Regions from separate parts of the Anas platyrhynchos genome. Here region 1 is linked to region 2. The links are chromatin contacts, called in public Hi-C maps. All regions are on one chromosome and are shown on one strand. The core of a region is the stretch at or near the end of the contact, and the rest is flanking DNA. Distances in the headings are between cores, read along the strand shown. Region 1 holds the start of MAP3K13 (mitogen-activated protein kinase kinase kinase 13). Region 2 overlaps MAP3K13 (mitogen-activated protein kinase kinase kinase 13).

Region 1 (4,128 bases), core at 94-2,593, 61 kb after region 2:
TCCAATGGGCGGGCCTGCTTCTCCCTTCTACAGGCACCAGCAGCAATACATGCAGCCCATCAGCTCGCTCACTTCGCTTTCTGTCTGCTGCTAATTGCTGGCCAGATACGAACCCAGCTGGCCACACAACCCTTGATACCTGCTGCACACAAGAGGCAATGAAACTGGGTAGCTGGAGAGCAGGAAAGAGGCGCACAGGGCCACCTCCACAGCATCACCTCCCACCCTTCCTGGCAGTTCCCAGAAACACAAGCTTTCGCATCTCCCAGGCTGCTTGGAGCTGTCAGGTCAGGGTTCAAATCCACCTCAGAATGACTGCTGAAAGCATTTCTCTTTTTTTTTTTTTTTTGTTCTGCTTTGACAACACGATCAGTGTGCTAAGACCAGTCTAGCTGTGAAGTCGTGTAACCAGAGGACATGAGAAACGCAAATGAAGCCACAACGTGATCTTAGTAGATTCAAGCCGCAAAACTCCCATAAAAGGAGGATGACAGGTCCTGACCATTTACTCCCAAAACTTCATTTTCGTTGCACAAGGCTTGCAAGCACACTGTTTGCTCCCATCTCCATCCCAACTCCTAAAAACAGGCTGGAGACAGCAGGCTGTGCCCGTGGGGAGGCCGGGGGCCACCTCCCCTGCTCTCCCTCCATCAGCTGAGGCCAGGCAAGGTGCCAGCTAAAGCCGCCCCTTTCGCTCTTCCAAACTTGCCACGAGAGAGAAGCACCAAAATTACTGCCTGCACTTTTTAACCGAACCCGGCACAAACCCACAGCAGCCCGCGCGGACTTATTTTGACCCGCCGACTGCCTGCGATACGTTTTGCTCGCGACAGGGTCGCGACAGACGCCACAGCCTTAACTCGGAGCCGATTTGCTCCGGATCCTGTGCAAGGAGCCGGCTGAGCGCTGCCTCCTTCCCGGGGACGGGGGAGACCATCCCCTGCCACACCTGCCTCGAGAGCTCCTTACCGGCACCTCGCTTCTCCGTGGGACTGAGAAACAGCTCCTGCCCCGGGGGGAAGCTCCCAGAGACGCCAAAATGCTGTTTTCACTGCGGGAGGGACACCGGGGGGCAAGCGGGGAGCGCTGCGAGACAACCGGGAGGGACCGGGGGGCACCGGGGGTCCGCGCCGTGCCGCCCCACGCCACCCCCGAGTGGGCAGCAGCGCCCAGCCCTATCCCCGGCCACCCCCGTTACCTGGGCACGGTGTCCCGAAGCCAGCGGCTCGGTACGGCTCGGTACAGCACCGCCCCACCGGGCCGGGCCCCCGAGCACCGCCCCGCCGCTTCCGGGGCCGCGCCGCCGGCAGGGCGCAGCCGTGGGCCGGCAGCCGCCGACATCTTGGGGCCGCGCAGGGACCCCGGGAACGGCCGGGCCGGGGGCTGGGAGCAGCCCCTGTGTCCCCCCCCCCCCAGAGGCCTTCCCAGCATTTGTGACTGTTTATATTTTTTTGTGAGGGTTTACGGCAGATGCAGCACCAGGGAGGGGGCTACGGGAAATGTCACCCAAAGCTGGCGTTCCTCACGCTGATGGTTTTCGCAGAACCTGAGGTTTGCCCCTGCTGTTGGAGACAGCTGGTGACACCAGCCCAAAAAGCCAGACTTTAGCACCAGTCCTCCCAAAATGTTAGGATGCAGCCTAAGTGGCCGAAGTGGGTATTAAGATGTCAGTCTTGGACAGGTGCTTTTAACATTGTGCTTCACCACTGGACTTTACTGCAGTTTTGTTAGTGGTACATCTGCAGTCATCCTGCAGCCTGGAACAGGGAGCAGAAACACTGATTGATTCCGTGTATCTTTTTATCATCGTTACTGACAATTTTTTTGTCTCCTTGAAGAACCGTCCCTCTACAACCGCTTGTGTCGCTTTTATTTATAGTGTGTATATGAACATTTACATCGTATCTCAGCCTTCTGTATAAATCCCCTGGAGTTCTTCATGTTTGATTCCAATTTGCTTATGTCTGATGTCTCATGGTGATACTAATACCTTACAACAATGCTTAAACCATGTGTAGATTCTACGGGAACTGTAATCTTCATTAGTGCTTTTCTGCAATGCTTCCATATCATAGTATTTCTGCTTGTTCATAAGGACAATGGCATTGCTTCAGTGCTAGTGGACTACAGTACTCCGAACTGATACTTTAATTAATAATGTTTTCTGAAAATGTTCTGAATTTTCATTCACACTTCAGTTTTCTGCCAGTCAGTTTTACAGTGAGCTGTAGAAGGGAGTAAAATAAGAAGGAAAAGTAAGAAGGACCACTAATGTCTACATTAATATACAGGCATGATAGCAAGCATCGTTTGTTCATGGACTTCCGTTTTTTGAATCAAGTCCTGTATTGTTTTGGGTGATACTATTCCCTGTAAACTAGCCTGTGTAGTATAAACAAACAAAAAAGACAACTCTATCTGTGTGACAACACTAAGTGCTTATGTTTGCTCACCCAAAAAAATCTGGAAAACGCTCCCCGTGTGTATTTCTCTGCCGGTGGAAGCCGCAGTAATCAAGTCAATCAGACTGCATCGCGCTCGCTAAGCAACCAGGGACCATCTCTGAAGGCCGCTGTGCTGTCGCTGTTTTGTCCCAAGTAACTCCAAGAGGAATGTGTCTGCCGGCACAAGCAATACCGCGGCTTGCCAGAAGGTGTTGCTTTGAAACCATGCAATTATCCGAGCTTCAATATGAAAGGAAATAGGTTTGGATGATTGCACACAACTGACAGATGAGTTCTCACTGCCAGAACAACGTAAGATCCTTAATTTTAAATTATCTTAAAAGCGATCGTTTCAATCTTAAAATGGCTTGTATGCGCAGAACAATAGAGAGGGAAATAAATGCTGAACAGGGCACTGACTTGATGGAAAACATTGTGGTTTTGCACATTGCTAACAAATATGTTACAGCAGCTTTGTGTGTGCAAAAGTGTCAACGGTTTTTGCTTTGCACGCTTTGCTGTTTATGTATATGTATTAAAAAAAAAAAAAAAAACAGACCTGGGGATTTTTAGAGGGGTAGCTCGTGATTTCAAGAAGACAAAGTACAGAGCAAAGCCTCCGTATGACAACTAGCTGTCCTGCCCTGAACACCGGCTCACTGCGCTCTCCACACACATCTCAACAGAAAGGAGCTGCTTGTTTTGAGGGGCACGCAGCAGTGGTGACTTACCGGAGGTACAACTGTGGTGCACCTATAACCCTGGTTTTAAGCACCTATTAACAGTGATAAATACTGCATTTATAATTAAGCCTAGCCTTGGTCTGGGAGACAGAACAGGAGGTGAAGTTTTCAAGGCATTTAAAACCTTTTACACTAAAGGAAAAAAAAGCCTAAGAAGATGCCCAGAAGGGAGGAGAAGTTTTTAAATATGCCTATCACATGAAGTGGCTCATTGCTAAAACAACCTCCTACAACTGAACAGCCTTCTACAGCTGAGGTTCTGCAGTGGAAATCTGCAGTTTAGGATAGGGTGATATTTTACAGCCCACAGTATGTCTTGGAGCACATCTTGTGTAGATGTAGTTGCTGTGCTTACTCCAGCTGCGCCTTTCAAAGTTACATCTGCCAGCCCTGAGGCTGTGAACTCCAGCTCACTGTTTTGGGAAACAGTTTAGAAAAGGACCTTACAGTTAGCAGAGGAGGTCACATCAGAGTGGGCATAACCAAAGAAGCCTTTGAAAACTATTTGATGACCAGATGTTTACCAATATTGTTTTTACCATAGATAAAGAAAGGTGGTAGCCTGGAGCAGAGGACAGTGTACCAGACAAAAGATCAGAGGGGAGTAGATCAGCAGCTGTTTTTTACAGCAAATAATCTACCCAAATAATCTAGTCCCCCAATAATCTTAGCTGTAAGAAGAAAAGCAGAAAACAGTTGTTGAATTCAGCAGGCCCTCTTACCACTTCAACAGCAGAGGGTAATTTAAACCCTTTGTTTAGACCAGTTGCTGTCAAGATCAAGTAAGTTTTCAGAGCTCCCTCCCCATCAGTGCAGCCATGGGTTTTACCACAAAACTCAGCTTGGATTGTGCAATGCAGCTAGCTGGATCTCCCATATTCCTCAGTAGTTTCAGCAGAAGTCCACTGCTCCTGCAGCTGATACAACATCACTGCAGTCCC
Region 2 (4,064 bases), core at 1,504-4,003:
CCAAGTCCTAATCATCTTGTTTGCACAGAAGTCATCAGTTTGTATTTCACATAAAGCAGCATGTCCCTACAGCTACAGTATAGTTGCATAAGACATTTCAAACCACAGCTGGAAGATCTGGCCTTCAAAAGCTTCGTTGGGGCTAAGGAACACTGATCAACAACTACAGCAAATTGACTGAACAGTGCTTCCTTTGATTTCTCAGGTTTGACATACTTGGTGGTTCTCTGCAACAACTATCTTTGTAAGTCTGTACCACAGAAGATAACACTTTGCTTTCTTAAATAAACATTCTGCTTTCATTTTTAAGTTGGTCTAGTGTTCACAATGAATTTCAGTGGGATGATAAATTGGATGTGTTCACTTCTCTGGAAACAAAGAATACAAACAAAATATCAGGTATAAGAAACCTCACAGCAAACTGCAAGATGCATTTCCTGTTAAGAAATTTGCTTCTGCACTGTTATCACAAGTGCCATAACTCAGGCAGAAACATTCCCTGGTGAACACACAAGCCTTTGCCTCTCTTGCCTGAGGAAAACTGTTCAGACAGCCCAAGAGCAGGAACAGTTCCCACTGTTTCTTTCTCTGTGGCTTTCCACCAGTTAAGCAGTGCTCGAAGCCTAGAGCAGGCCTGCAGGAACTTCAGATTCTGGACTCATGAGGAATATTGAGTCTGCCTGAATTTATGCCACCAGGAATACCAAGCCCTGTTCTGGAGCCCTCAGTACACGAGGGGAATGAAAGCTGTCAGGGACAGTCTTCAGGGACAGTCTCTCTCCAGGACAGGCTGAGGGGGCTGGGCTCATTTAGCTGGAGAAGGCTGGATTGGGTAAGCGAGCAAGGCACGTGGAAGGCTACCAACTGACCTCAGCTCTTCTCTTCGACGACGAATCAATTCTTCATCTAGCCGGTGGATACAAGTTCCTTCGCTTTTAATCTTCTCAAAATGCTTCTTCACTTCTTCTCTCCATTCAGCCTAGGGAAGCAATTTACTCTCAGGTATTTACAAAGGATTGGGATCCCTAGTTCCACCAAAGAAAAACTCTTGGACAACATTCTTTGCTTCTGCAGAAAATTGCAGGTCTGGGTTGAAAACATGTTACCCAAAGTAATTCAGCTAAAAGAAGTAACACTGTAGCAGATGTACTTTCAGCATTTTAAACTGATACTTCCAATTTTGTGCTTCAATTGTATCATTTAAAATATACCTGTATTTTCTAAAAAATAAATAAATCTCTCATAAAGCTTTCCATCCTAAGACAACATTTTCTTCCCTTTTGGATATGAAGAAAACAGAAAGGCTGATGATTTGGAAAGCTATGTGCTTGACAAAGATGACAGTCAGTAGGATGACATAACTCTGTTTACCCCTCAAAGCCCTGCTTCTTGCAGCCTTAAGAAATGTATCCATCCACTTTCTCTCATACACTGTATAGATCCTTTATGCACCAGGGGGTAAGTTCCTTTCTCATTCCCAGCCTGACAGCAGCTGGGTAGGACTCAGAGGAATCTCAAAGACCATACACTTTCTGATCCTCCCTACGAGTCCCAGAGTACCTTCATTGCCCTGCGATAGCTGCCCTGCTCATCTTCACTACAAATGCAACGGTTCCTCTCAACAGTCTCATGGTCTCCTGTACCAGAGGAGAGCTGGGAGCAGAACTTCTAAAGTCAGCGATCTCAAGGAGAACTCCATAAGATAACAGAGTTTCTGACTGATGTTGGTGGACGTCTCAGTTTGTCAAAGTTTGGGTAAAAGATTTTAAAATACCTATCAGCTCACTTCTCCCCAGGAATCAAAGTGAAATCATGGGTCTTGACCTCTGCTGTATTTGGTGCAGCCTGTGAAATCAGACCCTTGCAGCTATCTCTTGCTCAACGGCCAAAGCCACTCCCCAGTTACCTGTGATTTGAAATAGGTTTCCTGAGGAGTAGCCAGCACATCAGCAGATGCAATATCCAGGTGCATCAGTGTCTGTCGGAAGGAGGGACGATTCCGGGGCTTGCTCTGCCTGGAACAAAACAGACAGATGTCCACCATGAGATCAGGTTAACAGTGCTGGCTACTGCTGCCCTTCTGAAAGTATTTCTCACTAGAATCAATTCTCTGAATGCAGCAGCTGACAGATTAAAGTTGCTTCTCAGGTTTTGTCCTTTGTAGAATGTGAGTTTATTGTGCTAGAGTAGTTTTTTATTCTGCTTTTGGTTTGATCTATCCTACAGAAATGGGAAAGATGAAAGCCATTTAAAATAGGAAAACTTGATCACAAATTGAAAGATAGGAACTAAGATGAAATTACTCCTAACTTGTTAAGCAAGAAGAAATGGATTATTTCCATTTTAAGATTTGGAAATTATTCAGATAATGAAATGAAATCGATCTAGTAGAGATGATAGTCTAATAATTTACATTCAACATAACAGGATACCTAAAAACACTATGTGATGACACAGTACGTGCCTGAGCCTATACAGTATTGTAACACACCGAGCATCTGTGTGAGATCCTACTCAAGTACAAATCCTTTTGTATCTTTAAGAGACCAGCAGTCAAGCCTGAAGACTGAACCACCAGACACACTTGTATCTCCACCTAGTGGAAGGAGGTGATTTGTAGGGGAGAGGTGGCTGAAGAAGCTGCTTCTTGTCCTAAACAATGCGTCCATGCTCCAGACTTGCTGCATGGACTCATTGTTTAGGACAAGAAACAGCTTCTTCACCTCCTTCCACTAGGTGGAGATATAAGTGTATGTACACACTGCTCAGAGCTGCAAGAACTGCCTCCTGCATTTTGCGTCCATGCGCAGAAGCACAGCCAGGCAGAGCATCCGTCTCAGCACAGACACTGCAACAGCATGCACTGCTGTATCTCAGGATCACGAGAGTAAACAGGCATTTTAAAGATCCACACAGGTTTTGGTCTGTTCTTCCCTTTGTACCTTTGGGAGGATGGCTGGTATAACTCAGTGTGGAAAAATGCTGGAAGATCACTTAAATGCTGTGTCAAGATGCAATTGCAGAGGTTAACGATTAATACAGAACCCAAAACCAGGAATTTCAACTCTAATCTGGCAGACAGAAGTAACTGAAAGCATTTCCCATATCTACATGTGCAAAAACCTGGTTTCGTACATACAGTTTGAAATTCTCTCTGTCCAGTTCAAAGAACAGTCATTTTAAAAGAGGGTTCACAGAGTGTTCAGAAAAAAAAAATATACATATATATCCTTTCACTCTGGAGCCAGCCAGAGCCCTCCCTGGCCCTGTCTGCCCAGCAAACCACACAGGTTTTTTCCTACTTTCCCTGAACTCCAGATTTCCTTCCTGAGTCCAGTCCTGGTACCATAAGGAAGCAGAATCTAAAACATTAAAATTGATTGTTCTTCTGACAAGTGTGAGAGTACTTAAGAGCCTTGTGCTCTGGGCTCAACACTCCCGCTCTGATTCTGGTTTCATCAGTTTCAGTGGGAGTCTGGACAGAGCTAAGGGTGAGCCATAGGTCTGTGTGGGCTTCACGGTCTTACCAGGTCTGCTTCATGAGGATTTTGAAGCCATCCGGGCAGGTGGAAGGAACAGGAAGATGCAGGCTGTTACTGCCCACTCCCCAAATGATGGCTGAGGAGTCCACATCCTTGTAGGGAATCTCTCCTGTTAGCAGCTCCCATAAAACTACCCCAAATGACCTGATAAAGAAACAAACCAGGAGAAAAACTTCCATGTGAATTCAGTTCAACAGAAACAACTGGAGCTTGAAAAACTGCTCTTTGGTGAAAAAGAGAACTAGGTATGTCTGATCTGAAACTGCAAGAAGGGGCAGCACTGTTTAAAAAAAAAAAAAAAAAAAAAAAAAAAAACTAGCTTTTAAACCAAGAGTAGCTATTTCGCACACCAGGTAACTTCCTCCCCTGCCTCAGTTCTGCACTGAACACCAAAGAACACTGGTTTTCACACCTACCCCTTCCTACTTCATTGGAAGTAGGCAGCACATTAGAAGCTTTTCCATGCAGATGGAACCTTACTCTTGTTAAATGAAGAGGAAAGTTTGCTCTGCTGAGATAGAC

The links. A called contact is a pair of places that touch in the nucleus more often than the background predicts.
Region 1: a contact with region 2 is called in a Hi-C map of subcutaneous adipose tissue, with 2.9 times the contacts expected there. The contact joins the promoter of MAP3K13 here to the enhancer-like site in region 2. A contact is called at or near these places in 3 of 8 Hi-C or Micro-C datasets (liver, skeletal muscle and subcutaneous adipose tissue).

What each region holds. Positions count from the first base shown.
Region 1 is chr9:16,261,917-16,266,044 of IASCAAS_PekinDuck_T2T, forward strand. It overlaps MAP3K13 (mitogen-activated protein kinase kinase kinase 13), which reads right to left and starts at 1,344. Exons shown (of 17, transcript XM_072042729.1): 1 at 1,199-1,344.
Region 2 is chr9:16,199,013-16,203,076 of IASCAAS_PekinDuck_T2T, forward strand. MAP3K13 (mitogen-activated protein kinase kinase kinase 13) reads right to left here. Exons shown (of 17, transcript XM_072042729.1): 9 at 3,528-3,686; 10 at 1,907-2,015; 11 at 870-979. Among named protein-coding and RNA genes, the nearest start is that of TMEM41A, 15 kb to the left of the region's middle. Within about 2 kb of position 2,754, at least 1 of the 8 cell types and tissues checked has an H3K27ac peak or open chromatin away from gene starts, as enhancers often do. A contact at or near this core is called in subcutaneous adipose tissue, where this site is marked.